6 separate regions of the Mus musculus genome follow, and regions 2, 3, 4, 5 and 6 are each linked to region 1. A link is a contact called in public HiChIP or PLAC-seq, Micro-C and promoter capture Hi-C data. All regions are on one chromosome and are shown on one strand. The core of a region is the stretch at or near the end of the contact, and the rest is flanking DNA. Distances in the headings are between cores, read along the strand shown.

Region 1 (3,291 bases), core at 65-2,564:
ATATATATATATATATATATATATATACATATACATATATATATATACACACACATACATACACACACATGCATACATATACACACATAGATAGATAGATAGGTAGGTAGGTAGGTAGTTTTGGAGTGGTAAGATGGCTCAGCAGGCAAAGGCACTTACTGCCAAGTCTGATGATCCAAGTTTGACACACGGAATACACAGGGCAGCTAAGAACTTACTCCACCTGGGAGTCGAAGCATGCTTGTGATGGCATGCATCCTCCTTCCTCAACGATAAATTTTAAACATGTGAAAACTATAGATCTATGGGCCGGAGTATAGAACAGTGGTAGAGTGCTTGCCTAGATTAAGGTTAGCGAGATTCCCAACAGGTAAGTGCGAGCTTTCAAAGCCCGATGATCTGAATGGGACCACCACTTGCTTTGCTGCGGGGACGGCTATGGGATGAGTTGGGGGCAGGAAGAGGGGTGATATAGATGAAGTACTCATATTTGAACTTCTCAATAATATTGAAACAGCAAAATAACACACACGAGGACCTTGTTTGACTTGTAAATAACCTGAAGATCCTTAGTGATCAAAGAGGTTCCACGTAGCTGACGGTTCTAGTATCATCTAGCAAATGACAATGTAGTGGTACTTAACATCAACAACAAGATCCCAACAAATTTCACCATATACATACAAGGATAAAAGTCAGATTTCAGTGGAAGTGTTTATAGCCAGCTCACAGAAACATTGCTTTCTTCGTTTCTGTAGGGCTCTAAAACTGTACACTTTATAAACATCTTAGGTCATCTATATAACTAAAGAATTAAATTCAACTACTGTATCACTCCAAGGACTAAGACTTATTATTGGGTGATACCGCGTCCCCCTACCCCTCAAAGGTGTGATCTAAATATAGCAAAGTCCCCCTTACATTAAAAAAAAAACCCCACTAGCACTTATTAGTTATTTCAACAAAAGTACAAGCAGTTCTTACTATTTTTCCACCCAAGGAACTGGTTTGACTTTCTTGGTTTCTCCACTGCTTCCTGCAGTGGCAGGTGTCCCCCGGTCCTTGGTCAGTTGTGCTTTGGCACTGACAGATGTGCCTTTCAGAAATGCCTGCATGGCTTCTTCTCCTGGGTATAAGACAAAAAGAAACCATTATGGGGCAGCTCCCCTTGAAAGGACCCCTAACTTTGTGCCTAGAGGGAAGGCGGAGGTCACATCCCGGTCCCCGCCAGCCTGTAAAAGGCTGAGAACACTCAGACCCATCACTTACAGTCGTCACCGTCCCCCTGGCACCGCGGTTCCCGCCACAGAACGGCGGCGAAAGGCATGGCGGGAGCGCGCCACGCAATAACGTCACTTCCGGCGCGCGGGTGCCAGTGACGCGCTCCCTTTTTGGCTAGCGGTGGCTAAGCTCGGCTTCTGGGTGCATCTGGGGCGTTCCGCGGAGGTGATCCTGTGTAGACTCCGCGGCCAGACCTCGGCCCAGCAGACACTGCAGAGCGCGGTCGGGGAGGAGCCGACCTAAGGAGAAAGCTTTGCTCGAAGGACCGGGCCTAGGGCGGGCCCACGCTGGGAGAGGCTTTCATTAAGCCAGTGGCTTCTTGGGTTTGCTGCCATCGTCCGTCAGCCCGGAGGTCAGGGCCAAGACGTGCTCACTTGACCCTTCGCCGGAAGGGGACACTGTGCGAACTACTGCCCTGCCCCCGATATTCAAGGACACAGAGCAAACTGCTTTTTAGAAGTGAAGCTAGAGAGAAGGCTCAGCGGTTTAAGAGCATTCACTGCTTTTGTGGAGGACTTCGGTTTGATACTTGGGGTTTTGATAGCCATCTGGTGGCTCACAACTGGAACTCCAGTTCAGGGGTCCAACGTTCCCTTCAGGGCTGCAGACCCTGAATACGTGTGCTGCACGTACTTGCACGCAAGCGGAATACTTAAACACACACAGCCCGGGACAGATGTCTTACAGTCAGTAAAATCAGCTTATTGTAGGGAGGGAGGACCATCTTCTATGGGCATTTTGTAATTCCCGAGACCCACTCAAAAACCTCGTGATCGGGCAGGAGATAAACTCATCAGTTAAAAGGACTTGCTGCTTTCCCAGAGGACTGGAGTTTGCGTTCCAGCATCTTGGGGGGGGGGGGGGGTGGACCAAGCGAAAAAGAAAGAATTTGAAAGCTTTGTAGTATATACCAACTGTCAGCAGACAGCTTGTCCTGTGAAGGATTTACTAGTCCAAATGAATCTTTCAGTTCTTAGCCAGCCTCTGCCCTTAGATGTCCTCATGTTAGCATAATAAGTTCCTAGTGTAGCTTTGGTAGCAGAGGTGGTTGTCACACGAGTCCAACAGCGACGACTGCTCCAGTAACTGCATTGCTGGGAGCTGAACTTGCCAGCCACAGGAGTGAAAGATAGTCACCCTTCCTGGATAGAACCCCTGAGCCCTCAGGGGGTTCAACTAACCTTTGCCCTACAGTGGATGAAATGTCATTGTTTCCACCAGAAGTAGAATTTGTCTAATTGTGCTCATTTTCTAGAACCAAAATTCTAAAAGGCTGCATTTCATCAGAAGCCTGTGCAGGGTTTGGCAGAAGTACACTTTCAGTCCCAAAACAGACCTACAAGGTCAGAATCTCTGGTGTCTGGGACTATGTATTTATAAGGTCTGTGGTTAGTGGACATAATGTTTCTGCTTCCTCCAAACCTCAGATGGAAAACCTCAATGTAATCAATCCCCGGTGTTGTCCTCAGTAATTCCAGGGTTAATGCTATAACAAGAGACTTTGTTCTTTTCGGTTTTCGTTCCCCCTTGAGATGGTTCTGCAAGAGATCCTACCAGATGGTGCTTAAGCTTAAACTTGCCAGATTTAAGAACTGGGATTCCAGTAGAGGGGCTGAAGAGATGGCTCAGCGGTTAAGAGCACTGACCTCTTTCCAGAGGTCTTGAGTTCAATTCCCAGAAACCACATGGTGGCTCACAACCATCTGTCATGGAATCTGAAGCCCTCTTCTGGTGTGTCTAAAGACAGCTGCAGTTTGAAGATGAGCTACGGTGTACCCGTATACATAAAAAAAAGTCTTCAGAACAAAACAAAACTAAGCATAGCTGGGCGTGGGGGTGGCATGTGCCTTAAATCCAGCATTTGGGAGGCTGAGGTAGAGGCAGTTGATCTGAGGACAGCCTGGTCTACAGAGCGAGTTCCAGAACCAGAAAACAAGCCTTAAGTAAGTATACATTCATTACAAATTACCCAGCACAAGACAGAGTGCATTGCTTTTCACTACACTATTT
Region 2 (3,210 bases), core at 331-2,830, 390 kb after region 1:
GAAGTGGACATTTAAATCAGTAGCCACGCCAGAGATGACAAGAAATATGGCCACAGATGAGAACAAAGGAAGAGATGCCATGTCTGAGGGATGGAGATCAGAAACGAGGACACAATGTTGAGCGAAATACCTGGGAGGGTTGTCCTAAATTGAGGGTTAAGCATATACAACGGTGAGCTTTTGGGATGGCTGAGGCACAGGTAAGGCAGAATATCATTCCACAGTACAAAGGAAGAAAAGCCATTGTTTCAGAAGAAGGGAAAAATGAACAAAACCAAAGGACAACTTTACAAGATCAGAATGACGGAATGAACTTTTAGAGACAGCTCTTCCTCCTAGGCATAGGTCAATGCAATCCAAAGTTACACAGATGGAAGCTCACTCTTTATTGGCCCTGGACTGAGCAAGTTACCAGGTGACTGAAGAAAAGAAACAAATAGAAACTTTCCTGATTTAAAGGAAAGCGAATGGAAAATAGGTGTGTAGGGACTTAACACATCTCCAGAGTGTGTTTCCTTGCTCTTTTTGACACTTACAAGTGATAACAATAATTAGGATAGTTGGGGTTTCAGACTCTGGTAAAGCTTATAAGAAATGCCTGGTGAGGAACATGAAGGGACACAAGAAACAGGGAAGGTTGAAGAGCTTCAAGCCCATTAGAATTTAAAGTGGTAGGTTTCTGAATCCCACATGCTCCTTAAAAAAACTGTGGTGTCTCTTTAAGAGCCATTTGGTGCATTTCCTAGCCTGATTCATGTCACCAGCTGCCTCTGATTTCAGTGAGAAATGCAGAATTTATAGGGAACTGTAAAATGGGGACAGGTTTCTAGTTTTCTAAATTGAGGTTTAACTGGCAAACTTCTGAAGGCTCAAGAAACCACAAGTGAGGCTGTGGGGGGAACTGTTGTCTTTTCCGGTCAGAAAAAAAAAATATAAACACACAAACACATTATCTAACTCTCAAAGTGTTGGGAGAAAGAAATCAGTGCTCTTTGCCGAGCAGCAAAAAGAAGAATCAGCCTTGTGGGCAGGAGGAGGAGGAGGATCGCATTGGCCAGTAGGCAGCACCCTGTGCTGGCAGAGAGAGAAATCTGAGCCTCAGCCTCGCCAGGAGCAGGCTTTGCACAAACTATCTGGTTTCAAGTTGCGACTCTCCGGAGTCCCTGGGAAGGTGCCCCAGGGACAGGGCCCCCAGGATTGATGAGACTCCCCCATCCCCAGCCGCCCAGAGGATAAGCAGGTGAGTCTGCCTAGAGACAAGGTCAGACCCAGCGGGCTGCTCTCCACTCGGTCCCCTGACCAGGCACTCACCTCATTTTCCTGCTCTGTGAGCTCCTGGCTTTGGTTCCTTCTGCCAGACTTGTCTGTGAGCTCGTCCCAGTCCCCGGTGTGGTGTCAGCGATGCCTTATCTTTGTTCTGAGGTCCCTGTGTGTCTCTGGAATTGGCTGGCATTCTCCATTCAGGTCACGCCTTCTCCTGCCTGCAACAGATCCCCTCTCCCCCTCTCCCTCTGGCTTTCCCTCTCTCCTCTCTCTGTCTGAGCTTATGTACACTCGGAGGGACCTGACAGACTGTTTCCTTGCAAGATCTGTTAGCCAGTCCCCTCCTAGGGAGGGACTGCAGCCCTTGAGAAAAAAATCTGAGAGACTTAGAGGTGTGTGTGTGTGTGTGTGTGAGAGAGAGAGAGAGAGAGAGAGAGAGAGAGGAGAGAGAGAGAGAGAGTAATTTCTCTTCAGCCTCCCTTGCCTGATGGCTATAATTGTTCTACTTTAGGACCCCAGCAAAAGAACAATTAAACAGAAACAGCCAACTAAAAAGGCAGTTCTAGGAGATTATAAAAAAGAAGGCAGATTCCAAGCCTCAGCCTGTTCGTGGACATCCACAGGTTTTTTTTTTTTTTTTTTTTCCTTCTGAAAACCTCGTGGCTGGCCCCGCTGGTGAGGGAGCACCAGTTCCTGCAGTTGGCTACTTACTCTCCCCACTTGAAAGGCTGCTGCGTGGCACTGTCTAACTGCAAGCATGCAGAGATCTAATTTACCCAGTTGGGAAAAAGGCTTCAGCAAAGCCAGAGAGCCAGGTGCCCCATGCATCTAGAAAGAACTGTGCCTGTGTGCTGTCAGTGCCTCAGGCCCCATAGAGAAACGTACAGCAGATCTATGCTGAGCTGAGTAATAAGAGAGCCCTCTTCCTAAAGACAGCACCACATATAACCCTCTCCACAGCTAACCCCTACTGTAACTCCACCACAGTATCATCTCTGCAGTCCGACATCTCAGTCCGACAGAGGCCCTTCCACAGTAATAACCCCAACACACAAAAGTGGCAGCCTGCGCTGAAGGGCGTGTGAGGTGGGTGGGCCCGCTCACCTGCATCATTTCAGCGCCAGGCACAAACGCTGTCTAAATCACTTCCACAAACTTCTGAGGGTTCTCTCTGATGGATCTTTTCCAGGTGGGAAAATGATGTCTTAACAAGATTATAGGACTGGCCAAGGCATCCAGGATCCCACTACCACTTCTGGAGCCATTGCCACCTCAAGCCAGCTGTTAGAAGAGCCACTGGGCGCTAACCCTGGCCCCACTCGTTCCTTCGAGAACCTTGTCCAGGCCTGTGGTAGCATTATAACTCCAGTAAAGAAAGTGCCCAGAGGAAGTGGTCATACACTTAGGAAGGGAGGAAGAAGTCCATCTCTCATGGGTTCCATGACACCACGTCTCGGTAACGTATCACAGAGCACGTGGCGTTTGCAAACCACATACATCCACTAACAGAGAAACCGAGTCCTGAACTATTTCAAGCGCTTTAGATGCTGATCCAGACTTTAACGGTGATCTATGTTTTCTGACCAACCTGGCTGCGTACAGCACTGTTTCAGATCCCATCTCTTTGTTCGCTGAATGGAAACTGTAACGAGGCACAAGTGAGAATTTGAGGATGAGCTGCTTTTCAGTCATGCAGAAGGCCACCTGCCACCTGAATCAAGGTGCCAAACACATTCTCCACCCTGAGATAGCTCTCCTTGACGTATTTTGGGGGGAGCAAAGATTTGACATTTACTGTAACCCCTTCTTGTCTTTCCTCCAAGTTCTCCAGTTTAGCTTTCCTGAGTGCCAGCCTTGTGTGATTGGCATGATTATGAGGCTCTGGCTGATAATGTAGTGTAAGTGTGTGTGATGAGGAGGGAGGTTTGAACTCAGGCATTGCCCGAG
Region 3 (3,312 bases), core at 439-2,938, 290 kb before region 1:
GAGATGTCTGCTCACTCCTCTGAAATCTCCTTTCACTGTGCAGTTTGAAATCTCACACAGCCCCCATTAGCAACTCTTAGCTTATGCCCTGTCAGGCTCCCAGAGTCCTCTCCAGCAAATCCTGGCTACGTCTGCATCATATGCTTTCTCCTTTAACAGTTTTAGAGTTTCAGGTCTCTGGTACATTTTTGGTTAGTTTTGTTCCAAGGGCAGAGGGTCTGGTTTATGGATATCCACTTTTCCCAGCACCACTTACTGAAGATGACAGTACCTCTCCAATGTGTTTTTCATGTGTCTGTTAAAGATGAGATGGCTGTAGCTGTGCTTGCGTTTTTCTCTGGGTCCTCTAGTCTGTAAGTCTACATGCTTGTTTTTGTTACTATGGTTCCATACTACAACTTAAGATCAGGTATTGTGGTATCTCCAGCCTTGCTCTTTCTCCATAGAGCTGCTTTGGCTATTCAGGGTCATTTGTGCCTCTATATGAATTCTAAGATAATTTTCCCTCATATTGCAAAGAATTTCATCAAAACTTTGAATTGTGTGAAGCCTGTAGATCACTTTTGGTAATATTGCCATTTTATTTACATATATATATTACTTCTGTTGATCTGTGAGGGTTGGTGCCATTTTTCTTTTCTGTGTCTTCTTCAATCCCCTCTTTCAGTGTTAAAGTGTAGAGGCCTTTCACCTCCTTGATTATGCTTACTCCAAGGCTGGCTGATTGCTTTCTTCTTTCTTTCTCAGCAAGTTCAATCTTAGAAAATAGAAAAACTACTGATTTTTGAATGTTTTTTTCTTGTATTCTGCTTCTTTTCTGAAAGTGTTTGGTGGAGTCACTAGGATCTTTTATAGATAATATACATGCATTTTATTTATTTATTTATGTATTATTTTGAGGCCAAGTTGTTTAGGCTGGACGTAAACTCCCTCTGTAGCACAGTTGCCCTGAGCCTATGATCCTCCTGCCTGTTTGGCAGCTCGGATTACACCTGTGCCATGAGACCTTGCTCAGACTAAGCCTGTGTCCTCTCAATCTGTCATGATGAGCATTAAAACCCAACACGGGATATCGTGGGAGACCATGTTCCAACTATGGTCCAACCACAGTAAGTGCACAAAAGCACAGGGAACAGTGACCATCAAATGCTGGAAGGCAGGGAAAACAGGCAATGTCAAAGCTTACAAAGCCTCAGTCGTACAAGGTAATTTAGTTCTGTGGGTCTGTACTACAGAGGTGGGTACCACGCCTCTAGCTAACAATACTGCAATATAAAGTTTTCTAAAAAGTTAGAATGCATGTGCTCTTAATATATACACAAGTAAAATAATAATGCATGCTGGAGAAATTTAGGAAGGTGACAGATGGACCTGTGGCCGTTACCATGGTGATGGCTTCGGCGTAAAGACCTGCTCTCAAGCTCATCATGGGAGGAGAAGACACCGGTTCCCTCCAATCTGCAGCTCTTCCCAGCTGTGACAAGAATAGGCATGATCTACAAAGAAGCTATTTCTTCCCACAGGAGAAGATGTAGACTTTGTCAAGCACACCCTGGAGGAGAGCTATGGCTCAAGTGTAGCCTCTGTGTAAAATGAACAATAAACTGTTGTTACATTATGTAGCCTCTACATTTCAATGTTTCCTTCCCCCACCCAGCAAAGCCATTTAACACTAAGTAGCTCCAAAATACAGAAATGTGGTTTCTTGAGTCACTGCTCACACAAGAGCCCAGAGATTCATCCTATCAAGTGCAGCTGTGTAGGACTGTTGATCAAATAATAAACAGTTATCAGCCTAAGCCGCTGTTGCTATAATTAATGTACTATAAATAATTAATATACTCTGTGAAGTCATTTCTATCATAAGAATGAAAAACCCTCAAGCCCTTTTCTGAACTTGTATTCTGACCTTTTTGCATACCAGTCATTCCTACTAGCTATGGAGTCGATGATGGCAGAGGTGCTGGTCTCTGTGGTTTGGGTGAGTGAGTCATGAGTTGAAGTTGGATGCCCAGCGTGGCAATGTGAGGAGACAGTGGATCTGTGAGAGGTCTGTGGGCCCTAGTGGGAGGTCTCTAGGTCTTGCTGAGTACTGCCTTCAGAAGAGATGCAGTTCTTCCAGGATTCTTTGAGTTAGCTCTTGCAAGAGGGTTGTGCCCATACCCACCTAGAGATTTATAGAAGGCAGAATTCAAAAGTGACAAACTGGGGTGCTTGGCAGAGAAAGTACTGAAACAGCAAAGCTGCCAAGCTGCCCCTGGGTTACATCTGAACTGCAGAAAGAAGGCTTTAGAAGCACCATCTAAAAATAGAATTTCTCAATGTAAAAGGAAACAACGCAAAAGGATTTGAAAGATTTACAGCTCCTCCAGGAAAGGAGCAAAGAAGTGCCACGGAGAGGTGCATCCAGGAGGGATCAGCATGGATAAAGTGAGGCCAGAAGCACGGGGACAAGAGGAAAGGGACTTGGAGGGCACCTCAGAGGTCTGCAGAGCTACCTCTCCACCACAGGCTCAGGGCCTTCAGACAGAACTGTCTGTCTCGGGAACAGGCTCCGAGCACTCTCTGTAAGCTCTCACACACTGCTCCCTGCTTTCCAGAAGAACACACTTTAGCCACCTTAGCTATGTCAAGCAGGCCCAGGTACAGCTGATGAACTGATCCAGATGAGTAATCACCAGCATTTAGTGTAATGTATGCTGGAGGCACGTGTAACATTAGGGCTAGGGAGACACAGCAGTTTCCACACAGATTTGAGAATAAAACAGAAGGGGTCCTGTTATCCACTATCCACTGCCAACAGACCCTGAACAGAAATAATGGGACATCCGCCAGGACTCTGGAACTGGGAACTACCAGTCTACAGTGTCAGTCTGGGAAAGCTGCAGTCATGAGACTCTAAGCTGAGAGCTGGAGTATGAGCTGAGCCTAGCAGAGTCATAGAGGAAGAGCTTCTGGTGGTTTTAAGGGAAGTCAGAGTTTTAACAACTTGTGTCTGCTCTGATAGTGTCTGGATGTGCTCTGGGCCAGTTACTGCTTTCTGTTTAGCTATTCCCTTTGGTATAGCAATGTTTACCAACAGCACAGCCTATTCCACTACATACTATGAATAGAAAACTTTATTTGTAGGGCCTCATAACTAAAGAGTTTGCCTTGGACCTCCAATGAGTGAGTGACTAGCATTTTAATAAGTTAAGATCTAGGGACTATTCACAGACTATGATTCCATCTGTCAGCATATGAGTTGTGTGGAGCAAGAGGCAGAAGCAGAATGACCTGGCTTGAATATGATTTGTCCATTCTGAATATTCA
Region 4 (3,326 bases), core at 773-3,272, 470 kb before region 1:
GAGAAGTATGGGATACATACACACAGATATTGAACATGCACACACAGGCGCGGGGCATGTACATACACACAGAAACATGGGACACATACACACACCACCTTCAGATCTTTCCCGGAAACGGTAATGCCTAGGTGGCTGGAGTTACATGTTAAAGGGATGGGGGTGGGGAGGCGCTTAGATCAGACCAGAAGCACCACAGGAAATTAGCTTAGTTGCAGCTGTTTTATTTAATGAGTATAATTTATATTCAAAGTAAAATTTCTGGCAAATACAACCCTTTAAGCAAGAAACATCTTCCCATGTTAGGGGACACCCATAGACTGAGAAGGTTATAGTTGTAAACAGTCTCTCTCTCTCTCTCTCTCTCTCTCTCTCTCTCTCTCTCTCTCTCTCTCTCTGTGTGTGTGTGTGTGTGTGTGTGTGTTCTCACACACATTTGTTTTCTGATGTTTGCCCCGTGAGCCAATGTCACTCCTTCAGTCCTTTGTTGACTGTGGGGATACCCTGTACTCCAGCAAGTGGATCCTGAAGCTGCGTTTTATGAACACTGAATCCCAGGCACCAAGATAACAAAGTCGATGTCCCCTTCCAGACCAGAAGGGCAGACTACTGTCCCTCATGATGTTTGGAGGTGGTCATTGTACATCTCTAGATCTATGATGTGTCCCCTAAGGCCCCGAACCGAAAGCTTGACAAACAGTTCTCCTAGGTCCTGCTCCCCACAGGGAGGCCATCGTATGCTAATGAGGCACGGACAGATAATCTAGCAGCCGGGACAAGTGAGTCCGCAGGTCCACCCAGCACTCTTGAACGCCACTGTGGTTCAGTCACATGTCATCTGGCCCCTCAGCAGACCCTCCTGGTGCCCTCCTCCTCCCACCCCCGGCGACTGAGGGAGGGGTCTCTCCGCTACCTAGCTACCCAGAATTGCACAACGGGACTGCTTGCATATGGTGCTTTTCTTCCCTGTCCACAGCAGGGATGGAGGCAGAGCCCCTGAATCACCTGTAGGGCTTTTACGAGCTCCACAGCCCCCTCCTCAAATTCTAGTTCACTAGTTCTGAAGAAAGAGACATCAGGAGATATGTGTGCGGGGGTCTTGAGGAGTTCTCGTGTATGTCCCACGGCCTCACAGCCCCACAGGTAATTCTGGAGGTTCCCTTATAGAGATACCAACACAGACAGGTCTTGTGACCCAAAAGAAACAGGCCGATATTAGATTCCCACGACGCTACCCCTTTTATTTGCCAAGGTGTCTGTATTCTCTTCAGCTTCTCTCTAAACCCACCACCCTAGAGGCTTTGAACTTGGAGTGTCCCAAAGTCTCAGAACCCTGCGAGACTGTCAGAGGCTCTGGCGGCCAGACAGCAGAAAGACATTCTCTGCTCCCCGCAGCCCTCGGGTTCCCTGTGCCGCGCTCTGGATACCCTGGAGTCAACGTAAGAAAGGATGGCATTTGACCAGTTGCTTCAGCAAATTGCCCGAAGCAAGGCCGCTTGTCCTCTGCACACCTTCGCTTCTGCACCGACCACATAGGGAGGGGGCCCCACCCTGCCCAGTCCACTGGCGCATCCCCTCTGGCCAGGGTTTGTGGCAGGTGGCGCGGTCAAGATGAGCGCAGGGGCCTCGTCTGCAGTTCCTTTCCCTATCGCGGGACCCACTCTTGCTTTGCCCTGGCTCTCCAAGTTGCTGCCGGGTCCCCCCAAACTGGTGATCCCTGGTTCGCGGTCGCGGTCTTACCTCACCATGCAACACTTGGTTGCGCGCTTGCCGGGGGCGCTCCCTCCTAGCCGCTTATTCCCTTACTTGGGAGGAAAGAGGAACCGAGAGACAGAAGGGGACCGAAGCGGGCGCCCGGGCGATCTCCCGGTGCAGCCCTCTCTGGGGCGGAGACATCAGGCAGCCACCAGGGTTGGCGCCCCGGGGTCTTCCGCCTTCGCTGCTGGAAGGGAAGGCTGCCTCTGCTACCCGCTACGGCACTGCGGCTCTGCACCCTGTCCCTCGCAGCATCGCAAGTCCAGCTGCCACTCTCGCTGCGGAGCCCTGCCCCCCGGGCGCAGTGCCCGCCCCCGCCACACACCCGCGCGCGCAGACACACGCGCACCCCACAAACACACTGGTGCACACACATAAACACGTGCTGCGCGCACACTCGCACACCCACGGATGCGTTGGGTGGGAACCTCTGTACATGATCAGGGCACTCCTGGCTGGCAGGGCTTTGGTCAGAGTGCTGGTTGGTGGCTGTGAGAAACCAGCTGACATCAAGGTAGAGGACATTACTTGAAAAATACAATGTCCTCTGGCTGTTTACGTTCCTTAACCTAGAAACCTAGGGGTCTGAGCTGCCTAAATATTCCAACCAAAGCAAAGAAAAATATATTAACATAAAAATAAATCAACAAGTTCTCTGTTTTCTAGGAACTCGCTGTCTCTGATGTCCATTGTCATCGATCCCGTCCAGAAGGACATTTCTGACAATCTTGACCCAGTGGCAGCAGATTGGTGATTATTTCTCCTCTGCAGGCATACATGGTCGGGATCAATCTAGCTAAGCAGAAAGGGGCTCTGATGGATGGGTAAGGTCTCAGGACTAAAGATTATGATTTTTCTCCTTTGTCTTTGCATGACATTGGGTAGTCTTCCTACAGGACAAATAAAACACTTCTAAAACAAACAAAATATACATGCACAAGAAAAAAGAGAACTAGAAAAAAAAAAGGAAAAGTAGAAAATTAGAGAAAATGACGTGGGATTGAGGATAAGGCCCAAGAGGCTGCAGTGGCAGAGGCACGGGGACCTGTGGGACCTTTTCTTTCCATGACGCGGGTGTCTGCGTAGGGTGGCAGCAGCGGCGATGTTATTTCAACAGAATGACTTTTGTCAGTTTCACACCACATTTAGAGTCACCAGGAGTTTACTCTCATCTGTAAAATATGTGGAGTTCACCCGTTTCCACAGCCAAGAATTCTCTTCTGCCAGTGGGCAGTGGAGGTCCCTGTGTGGAACTGCAGCCAAGAAAAGCTTTTTTTTCGGAACGCAGAGGAGCAGGGGACTGTGTGTCTAGGCATCTGGGGAGGAAGCTGCAGACGTGACTGTTGAAAAGCACTGAAAGACCCAGTGGTTAACTCATCCCTGGCCACTAGCAGGGGGTGATGGAACCAAGACAGAACAGAAGTCCTGAGAGCTCTTACACTTCCTTCCGCATGATGATAAGGGCAAAGCCAATGGATGGATGGATGATACCCTGTGCTCACACTTCATCCACAATCCATTCTTTGATCCAGGGCCCCTGGGTAGCTTCTCAGAGCTGCCCTCAGCCAGGC
Region 5 (3,475 bases), core at 126-2,625, 270 kb after region 1:
GGCTGGCTTACATATTCAGAGGTTTAGCCCATTTTCACCGTGGTTGTGCATAGACAGATAAGATGCTAGAGAAGGAGTGGAGAGCTCTGCATCTGGACCAATAGGCAAAAGGAAGTGAGTGGTAAGCCACCAGGCAGGCTTGAGCTTCTGAGACCTCAAAGTCCAGCCCTTAGTGATGCACTTCTTCCAACATGGCCACACCCACTCCAGCAAGGCCACACCTCCTATTAGCACAGTTCTCCGTGAGCCTATAGGAAGCTGTTTTCTTTCAAACCACCACGGCTATGTAAAATAGAAAATAAATTCAGTTAAACTACTAGTGCTAAGGAGTTGATATAACCTCTGACCCCAGATGAGTCCATGGTTTGACTAATGCCTCCAAGTTGGGAATGTAAAGGCCCTAGAACTTTGTATGCCTTAACCCAACTGACGCCATGATGGAAGCATCATTCAGGCTTTGGAACGCAGCCTGTAGGTAGCAACATCCACCAAAACAAAAACAAAGACCTAATCCATCAATGTCCATAGTTCTGGAAATGTCTCTAGATGTACTAACCTTGTTTTTCGGCATCTGTAGTTCTGCTTCTGGCTAGCTGTTCTTGTTGACTGAGGTGTGTCAGCCCAGTTTATGGCTTTTGTGCTTAAAAGCTCACCCTGAGAAAAGTTCAGGTCTGTACTTGGGTCCCAAACACCCAGTATAGTCGGTGGTTGGCTAATTCTGTTGTCTTGAACCTGTGCCCGAGTGGTCTTCCATGCCTCCTAACAGCCTGACAGAAACCAGGTTGGCCTTGAACTTAGTACATTGTCAAGGCTGGCCTTGTGCTCTTAATCCTCTGTCTTTGCCTCCTATGTGCTGTGATTATAAGTGTGTGCTGTCAAGCCCCAACCTCCAAAAAGACAATTTGGGCTCAGCTCAGGCTGAATTCCGACCCAGTAAGCACTTAGCATTCTTCAGAAACCTTGTAAAGTGAGTTTCTGTTAGCTAATACTTTTTCCTCTGCTACTACAGTCCCCCTCGGTCCCCCAAAATCCAGAGCCAGCATCTAGTCCTCTATTTACTCAAACAAGCCACCAACAGATCAGAGCCCTGTGCTAGATTCCAGCTGTTCCAGATAACTGCCCTCCCCCTCCTCCTCCTCCTCCTCCTCCTCCTCCTCCTCCTCCTCCTCCTCCTCCTCCTCCTCCCCTTCCCCCTCCTCCCCTTCTTCCTCTTCCACATAACACATAGTAACCAGCAAGAGTCTCCCACTATCTTCATGCTCTTCCCTACTCCTGCAGCCCTGGCAATAACCAGGCTGCTGCTCCCCCTTCCTGCTCTCTGTGCTACTCTCTCTGTCCCAGAAAGGCAGCCATTACTGACTCCCCCAGATGCCGCTGGCTGTTCTTTCCCTTATCTACAATACCACCTTCCCCCAGTAATGAATCAGTCACGTTGACAAGGTCTTCACTCTACAAGGTCTTCACTGTCCTCCTCAAATACCAACGCCCACAGGCGTTCTTCTTATTTCCTTAACCTCTTCTTTCCTTCTCCTAGTCTCACAAGGAAGCAAGCCATTACAGATTGTGGCTGCTGGGAAATCAAGGAGGAAGGGAGGTGGAGGTGTTTGTAGGTTTGCCAAATGAGAGTGAGTGAGAGTGGGAGAAAGCGCCAGGATTCTTTGTTCCCTCCACTTCCTGCACTGTCTCCCCCACTAAGAGTTAATTCAGGGGCAGGTTGGTCACCTGGCCAAGGATCTATCCCTCAGGAAGAATTGGCCCACCCTAAGCCAATAATTATCCCTTTACTGAGGCAAGGCATGTTTTCTTCCCAGACACCCCCCACCCCCACCCCACCCCAGCACGGTCTCCTTCACAGTGCAGCCATACAGCTCTATAAGTCTGAGTTACTCACACAAGCGTGACTTTGCTTTTCTTCTTCCTGCCCCCTCTCTAAGCATGCTTTTCCTAATGGTCTGGGCTTTACTTTTCTAATGCTTTGCTTCCTGCCAGGTGGTCGCTTGCCCTCCCTGTGTCTGAGCTCCATATCTGTTTAATTCAAACAGCATGGCTGTGCCCTTCTCCATTCTCCTCTGGGCAAGATTTCCAACTTGCTACCTTATGATTTTCCTTCTAAATTCTAATAAAATTGTCCTGACATTTTTATCTCATAAAGGTCCATGATTCACCAAAGAATGATACCCAGGACTCAAATAGTATATAAAAGCAAAGAGTGTTTTATTCTGCAGAAGTCCAGAATGCTGGAGTCTCCTGTTCCAATGTGGGGATGCCCATGTGAGTTTGCAGGCCCAATTTAAAGTACATCAGGGAGTCCCGGGGAGGTGTAGGTAGGTAACCTCTATCTCTTGGCTCTATCTCTGGGGACATTCCAGAACCATTGCTGGGGAAGTCTGAAAACTGTTCCCGAGGACATCTGGAAAGTGATGCTGACCGTGTCCTTACCTCAGGGCCAACGGCAGGGTAGCTTCTGAGGTCTGGACTTGCCCGGGTCTTGGAAACAGAAATTTAGGCCTAGTCTCCTGTTTGAAGCCAGCTTGAAGCCTGCCACGGAGTCAGCGTGTCTCAATCTGACTGTTTTTAAAATTCTTTTTATCAAAGAGACCAAGACCCACTAAAGGGGGCCCCAATTTCCCTTATTTTAGCAGCAGTGTTACAGTTTGATGTAAAAGATGTGAGTGTGAGAGAGACAGAAAAGACAGACAGACACCAGGAAATGCACACATGTTTATTAAAGAACAGTGTGAACGCCTTCTGATTATGAATCCTTCCCCTGCCAGGCTGTTGTCCGCCACCACCACCCGCCCCACCCAGCATGGATGGCATTCCTGGGGGAAATTTTAATTCTTTGAGTCCTTTGTTTGAATAGGGTGGTATATTTATAATGTGTGTGTGTGTGTGTGTGTGTGTGTGTGTGTGTGTGCGTGTGTGTGTTATATCTGGCAGCATGTTGTGAGGGTCTTCCATGCTGCTGCTTGCAGCTATAGTTCTTATTTTCACTAAAATGCACTGTAATTTATACTTTCTGCCCAACTCCTAATTATGGTTGTCCAAGTTCCTGAAGTAAGAGCAGAAACTGCTGCCCCCTTGTGGCCTGCGGTGGTTATAACCTTCTGAATGGTTGATTTCTTTCTAAATCAACTGGCCCCCAGGCAGCTAGAATTTCAGGATGCCTGCTTGTTCAAATTACATCTAGAAGGTTAGGAGGTCACATGACTCAACTGGAAGGAACGCTCCTGTGAGATAGCTTTTGTTTACAGGAGGAGGCTCAGTTCCACCTCATTCTGGTTTCTATCATCTTATCAGAAGGAATTTGGCACAAGATGCAGCAGTAGGTGCTCCGGTACTTACCAGAGCGTGCAAAGACAGGATCAGTTACTGTGTGGTGAGGTCATACAACATCCTATTCCAAAAATAGAATATAGAGGGACATTTATCATCTATGCCTGTTTGCATGCTCACACATGTGGGCACACATGCA
Region 6 (3,578 bases), core at 367-2,866, 330 kb after region 1:
TCAGAGTTTACAATTGGGATTTCAATCTGAAACACAAAGCTGTGGTTGGTTCTCACACCTCGCTTAGGAGCCCTTGCTGCTCTGACAGCTCTGAGCGGGCTGCCAGAGGCCTTACATGTGGCTTCAGGAATTGCCGCGTGGTACATGGAAAGGCATGGCTGAATGGAGAACTGGAGACTCATTTTCTGCTACAGCCTCAGCTACAGACTTGCTGTAGGTACAGACCCTGGTAAAGCAGCTTTGCCAGAGTGAGATTCACTTATTTTGTCTGTAATATGGAGACAATACTTGCCTAGGATATACCAGCTTTAAATATGACAGCATATAGAAACACCGTGTCGGTTTGTATATGCCTCCTTCATCTCTGCTCTGGAAGCTGGTGCATGTGACTTTAAGAAAGAGAGATCTTTCTTAGAGCACTGAGACTCCCATACCTTATCTTAAAGATGGAATTCACAGTTCTTTGACAAACTAATCATAAACAGTTTCTCAATGGAAATGGATGATCAAGATGCTAAGTTCTGTATACTAGGTATCTTTGAAAAGTAAGAATGTTATTTTTTTACACTATGTGGTTTTGCCTGCATGTATGTTTGTGTGCCACATGCATAATGGGTACCTGTGGAGGACAGAAGAGGACATTAGATTCTCTGGAACTGCACTTACAGACAGCTGTGAGGCAACAGGTAGGTATTGGGTATTGGGAATTGAACCTGGGTTCTCTGCAAGAGTAACAAATATCTTTTACAGATGTTTCATCTGTCCATTGCCTAAATGCTAGGTCCTGAGACAGCCTACCACACTGGCTCTGTAGCCAATTCTCATTTATTACTTTCCCTCACTATAAGAACTGAATGGAACATTTCCCCTTAGCACACACCCTCTGTTGGTTCTTGTTACAAGGGTACATCTAACATCTAACATCTAACATCTAACATCTAACATCTAACATCTAACATATAACATATAACATATAACATATAACATAACACTGTCTCCAACAGGAACATGAAGATTCTCCTTGGGATGGCCCTCCTAGGAAAGTGGGGACAGGAAGGCATGTCATGAGGACATGCTGTCAGCATGTGCTGGCGTCACTGACTAACTACTATTCATCCTTTGGGAGGCCATCTTGAACCTTTTGCCCCCTTTTCCCTGGCAAATCTTGTAGCTAGTTCACAGGAGACAGCATGTAACCACTTGGAAGCTCACGGGTGAAACAATGGATGATTGCTACACAGTCAAAATTTTAAACTGTGATGAGATAACATATGTACAAGGATTTAAATATGGTGAAGAGTTTAGAACACAGGCCCATAATAGAACCCAGGAAAGTAAGAGCCAGGCAGTTTTTAGAAGAAATTTAGGAAGTTTGATGCTATCTCTAGTCCCCTTCACCTAGAAGTGTACAATGACTCAGGGACTGAGGATGTTGCTCGGGCCCCAGACTTGGAGCCATGGCTCCTTAGGTCAAGTTCAGGATTCATTTCTGAAATCATAGGAGGGTGGCTTTCAAATGCAGTGGTCAAGTTCACTTCTGCAGGGACTGTGCTTCTTGGAGCCTGGCCTGTTCTTGCTAATTTGGTATGCAGTCTTCGTGGTGTGCAGATGAATCACGAGCCTGCTGGGTACCCGCACTCGCTGTGTTCTGGGAGAGTTTCTGTATTCTGAGGTTTTTACTCTATGCCAGACACATAGAGTGGTATTTTGAGGCTGGAGCCCATGACCAGTTAAACAAACATATCAAACTTTCTGTGACTTTGAGTCCCATTAAATTTTCAAGTTGAGTTTGGCCCCCATCTTTTATCATTTCCTTCCTCCCGGCCTCTAAATCCTAGAGCAGGCAGTATACAGCAGGAGGCCCAACGCGTGGCCAGGAAATGATTGCTTGCAGGATATAAATTATACCTCACCTCCATCAGGTTCTCTGGAAACCTCTGTAAGAACTGCTTCCCCCAGCCACTGACGATGACCATGGTTCCTGTTGGACACAGTATGAGGAGAGAGTGAGAGAGGCTGAGGTGAGGGTGCTGAAGATTGCCCTGCCAAGGGCATCATCCTCTGCTGGAGGAGAAAGGGCTGAAATGGCTCCCTCGGAGGGAGAGGGTGGGAGTGCTGCTGAGGTGGAGGGCATTGCTTCTGTGATGGGTTACCTGGTTTCTTGGTTGATCTACCTCAACCTCCTGGCAGCTGGCAAGGCGCTGAGGCTGTGTGAGAGCTGTAATCTCACACATCCTGTTCCCCATGTCTACAGTATTGTTAGGGTGTAGGAAGGAGGTGCCTGGGCAGAGGCTATGAATAAGCAAGGAGCCCAGCATAGAGAGCAACAGGTCAGGCAACATTTTCTCCCCTTGCATCAATTTAAGCCTCAGACTCCATATCTGTGAAACAAAGAGGTAGGACTTGGTAATCCCTAAAACTAGCCATGACATCCTATAAGTTTATGAAATCTCAGATGTGGGGACAATGTGAATCCGGGCTAAGGGTAGAGAAGTCATTGTATTCTTATTTAATAAGGAGGCTTGGATGCAGAAAACATGGCTACATTTAAGTTCTGAGACCATTAACTGTGCTTCCACACCTGCTCCTAAGACATGATGTGCCTCAGCTTTTCTCTTTTCCTTCCTTCCTTCCTTCCTTCCTTCCTTCCTTCCTTCCTTTCCTTCCTTCTTTTCCTTCCTTTCTCCTTCCCTCCCTCTCTTCCTCCCTCCCTCCCTCCTTCCTTCCTCCCTCCTTCCTCCCTTCCTTCCTTCCTTTCTCCTTCCCTCCTTCCCTTCTTTCCTCCCCTCCTTTCTTTCTTTTTTCTCTCTTTCTTCCTTTCTCACTTTCTTTTTTGCATTTTATTAGTTCATTTTATATTTTTATAATGTATTTTGATCATATTCATCATCTCTCTCCCATCTCTTTCTCCCAGATCTATCCACTCCTTCCCTGCTCACTCAACTTTGTGACTTTTCTCCTTTATTTTATTTTATTTTATTTTATTTTATTTTATTTTATCTTTTTCCTTTCCTTTCCTTCGCCTTCCTTTTTCTTTCTTCCTTCCCTTCCTTCCTTTCTTAAACCCTACAGATCTAATCTGTTTAGCCTGTGTTACTATTGGGCATGCGGCCTTTCACTGGAGTGTGGTTAGCCCTCCAGAGGCGGCACCTTTAAATTAAACTGACTCACCTTTTCACAAAAGCTCTCAATTGCCAATATCTCTTCAGTTAGGGTGAGACTTTGTGCCTATCTCCCTTCCCCATGATGGGATTTTGTCTGGCTTGGGCTTGCAAAGGTCTTATGCGTAGTATCACATGTGCGCAGTTGCTCAGTTATGTCCAGAAGAGAGCCTCCCTGTAGGCATCCATCACTTTCTGCCTGCCTCTTCCGCAGAGATCCCTGAACCCTGGCCTGCCAGGGGTATGACACAGATATCTCATTTAGGCCTGAGCAGTCTTATTCTCTGCAACTTGACCAGTGTGGGTCTTTGGGTTAATCTCTATCTTCTGAAGAAAGATGTTTTTCTAGCTTGAGTTGAGAGGTGCAGTAATCTATGGGCATAGCAGTAAGCCACTCCGAAAATGTCCTTCAAGGCT

Evidence for each region. Promoter capture Hi-C pulls out the DNA fragments that hold promoters and counts their contacts. HiChIP or PLAC-seq counts read pairs in DNA pulled down with a chosen protein or histone mark. Hi-C and Micro-C count contacts between places; a contact is called where the count stands out from the background.
Region 2: a contact with region 1 is called in a CTCF HiChIP or PLAC-seq map of the NIH/3T3 cell line, with 7 read pairs. The contact joins the promoter of Masp1 here to the promoter of Rfc4 in region 1. A contact is called at or near these places in 3 of 39 promoter capture datasets (the 3T3-L1 cell line and neural stem cells), 1 of 15 datasets of contacts at CTCF or cohesin (the NIH/3T3 cell line) and 1 of 115 datasets of contacts at active chromatin or transcription factors (the SCID.adh cell line).
Region 3: a contact with region 1 is called in a FOXA1 HiChIP or PLAC-seq map of pancreatic cancer cells. The contact joins the enhancer-like site here to the promoter of Rfc4 in region 1. A contact is called at or near these places in 4 of 39 promoter capture datasets (embryonic stem cells, frontonasal cranial neural crest and neural stem cells), 1 of 15 datasets of contacts at CTCF or cohesin (the NIH/3T3 cell line), 6 of 115 datasets of contacts at active chromatin or transcription factors (the SCID.adh cell line, bone marrow-derived macrophages, embryonic stem cells and 1 more) and 3 of 9 other capture datasets (adipose tissue, liver and pancreatic islet).
Region 4: a Micro-C map of embryonic stem cells shows a contact between it and region 1, with 3 times the contacts expected there. The contact joins the promoter of Dgkg here to the promoter of Rfc4 in region 1. A contact is called at or near these places in 1 of 39 promoter capture datasets (hippocampal neurons), 1 of 484 Hi-C or Micro-C datasets (embryonic stem cells) and 1 of 115 datasets of contacts at active chromatin or transcription factors (microglia).
Region 5: a contact with region 1 is called in an H3K4me3 HiChIP or PLAC-seq map of pro-B cells, with 4 times the contacts expected there. The contact joins the enhancer-like site here to the promoter of Rfc4 in region 1. A contact is called at or near these places in 6 of 39 promoter capture datasets (the C10 cell line, cranial neural crest, maxillary cranial neural crest and 3 more), 2 of 15 datasets of contacts at CTCF or cohesin (the NIH/3T3 cell line and large pre-B cells), 10 of 484 Hi-C or Micro-C datasets (the AtT-20 cell line, the G1E-ER4 cell line, Th2 cells and 5 more), 22 of 115 datasets of contacts at active chromatin or transcription factors (the 230-238 cell line, the SCID.adh cell line, T-cell acute lymphoblastic leukemia and 10 more) and 3 of 9 other capture datasets (adipose tissue, embryonic stem cells and liver).
Region 6: a contact with region 1 is called in a promoter capture Hi-C map of the 3T3-L1 cell line, with 4 times the contacts expected there. The contact joins the enhancer-like site here to the promoter of Rfc4 in region 1. A contact is called at or near these places in 1 of 39 promoter capture datasets (the 3T3-L1 cell line) and 4 of 115 datasets of contacts at active chromatin or transcription factors (the SCID.adh cell line, T-cell acute lymphoblastic leukemia, craniofacial prominence and 1 more).

Annotation. Positions count from the first base shown.
Region 1 is chr16:23,126,416-23,129,706 of GRCm38.p6, forward strand. It overlaps Rfc4 (replication factor C (activator 1) 4), which reads right to left and starts at 1,315. Exons shown (of 11, transcript NM_145480.1): 1 at 1,270-1,315; 2 at 985-1,126. The coding sequence starts at 1,115.
Region 2 is chr16:23,519,235-23,522,444 of GRCm38.p6, forward strand. It overlaps Masp1 (mannan-binding lectin serine peptidase 1), which reads right to left and starts at 1,581. Exons shown (of 11, transcript NM_001359083.1): 1 at 1,312-1,581. The coding sequence starts at 1,316. It also overlaps a transcript of Rtp4 not described here.
Region 3 is chr16:22,837,668-22,840,979 of GRCm38.p6, forward strand. All of the region lies in intron 2 of Tbccd1 (TBCC domain containing 1), which reads right to left. Among named protein-coding and RNA genes, the nearest start is that of Tbccd1, 18 kb to the right of the region's middle. Within about 2 kb of position 1,689, at least 60 of the 459 cell types and tissues checked have an H3K27ac peak or open chromatin away from gene starts, as enhancers often do. A contact at or near this core is called in the NIH/3T3 cell line, bone marrow-derived macrophages and pancreatic cancer cells, where this site is marked.
Region 4 is chr16:22,655,209-22,658,534 of GRCm38.p6, forward strand. Dgkg (diacylglycerol kinase, gamma) reads right to left here and starts at 2,023. Exons shown (of 25, transcript NM_138650.2): 1 at 1,741-2,023.
Region 5 is chr16:23,400,311-23,403,785 of GRCm38.p6, forward strand. No RefSeq gene overlaps it. Among named protein-coding and RNA genes, the nearest start is that of Rtp1, 27 kb to the right of the region's middle. Within about 2 kb of position 1,376, at least 31 of the 459 cell types and tissues checked have an H3K27ac peak or open chromatin away from gene starts, as enhancers often do. A contact at or near this core is called in the G1E-ER4 cell line, the SCID.adh cell line, pre-B cells and 1 more, where this site is marked.
Region 6 is chr16:23,452,950-23,456,527 of GRCm38.p6, forward strand. It overlaps a transcript of Masp1 not described here. Among named protein-coding and RNA genes, the nearest start is that of Rtp1, 26 kb to the left of the region's middle. Within about 2 kb of position 1,617, at least 24 of the 459 cell types and tissues checked have an H3K27ac peak or open chromatin away from gene starts, as enhancers often do.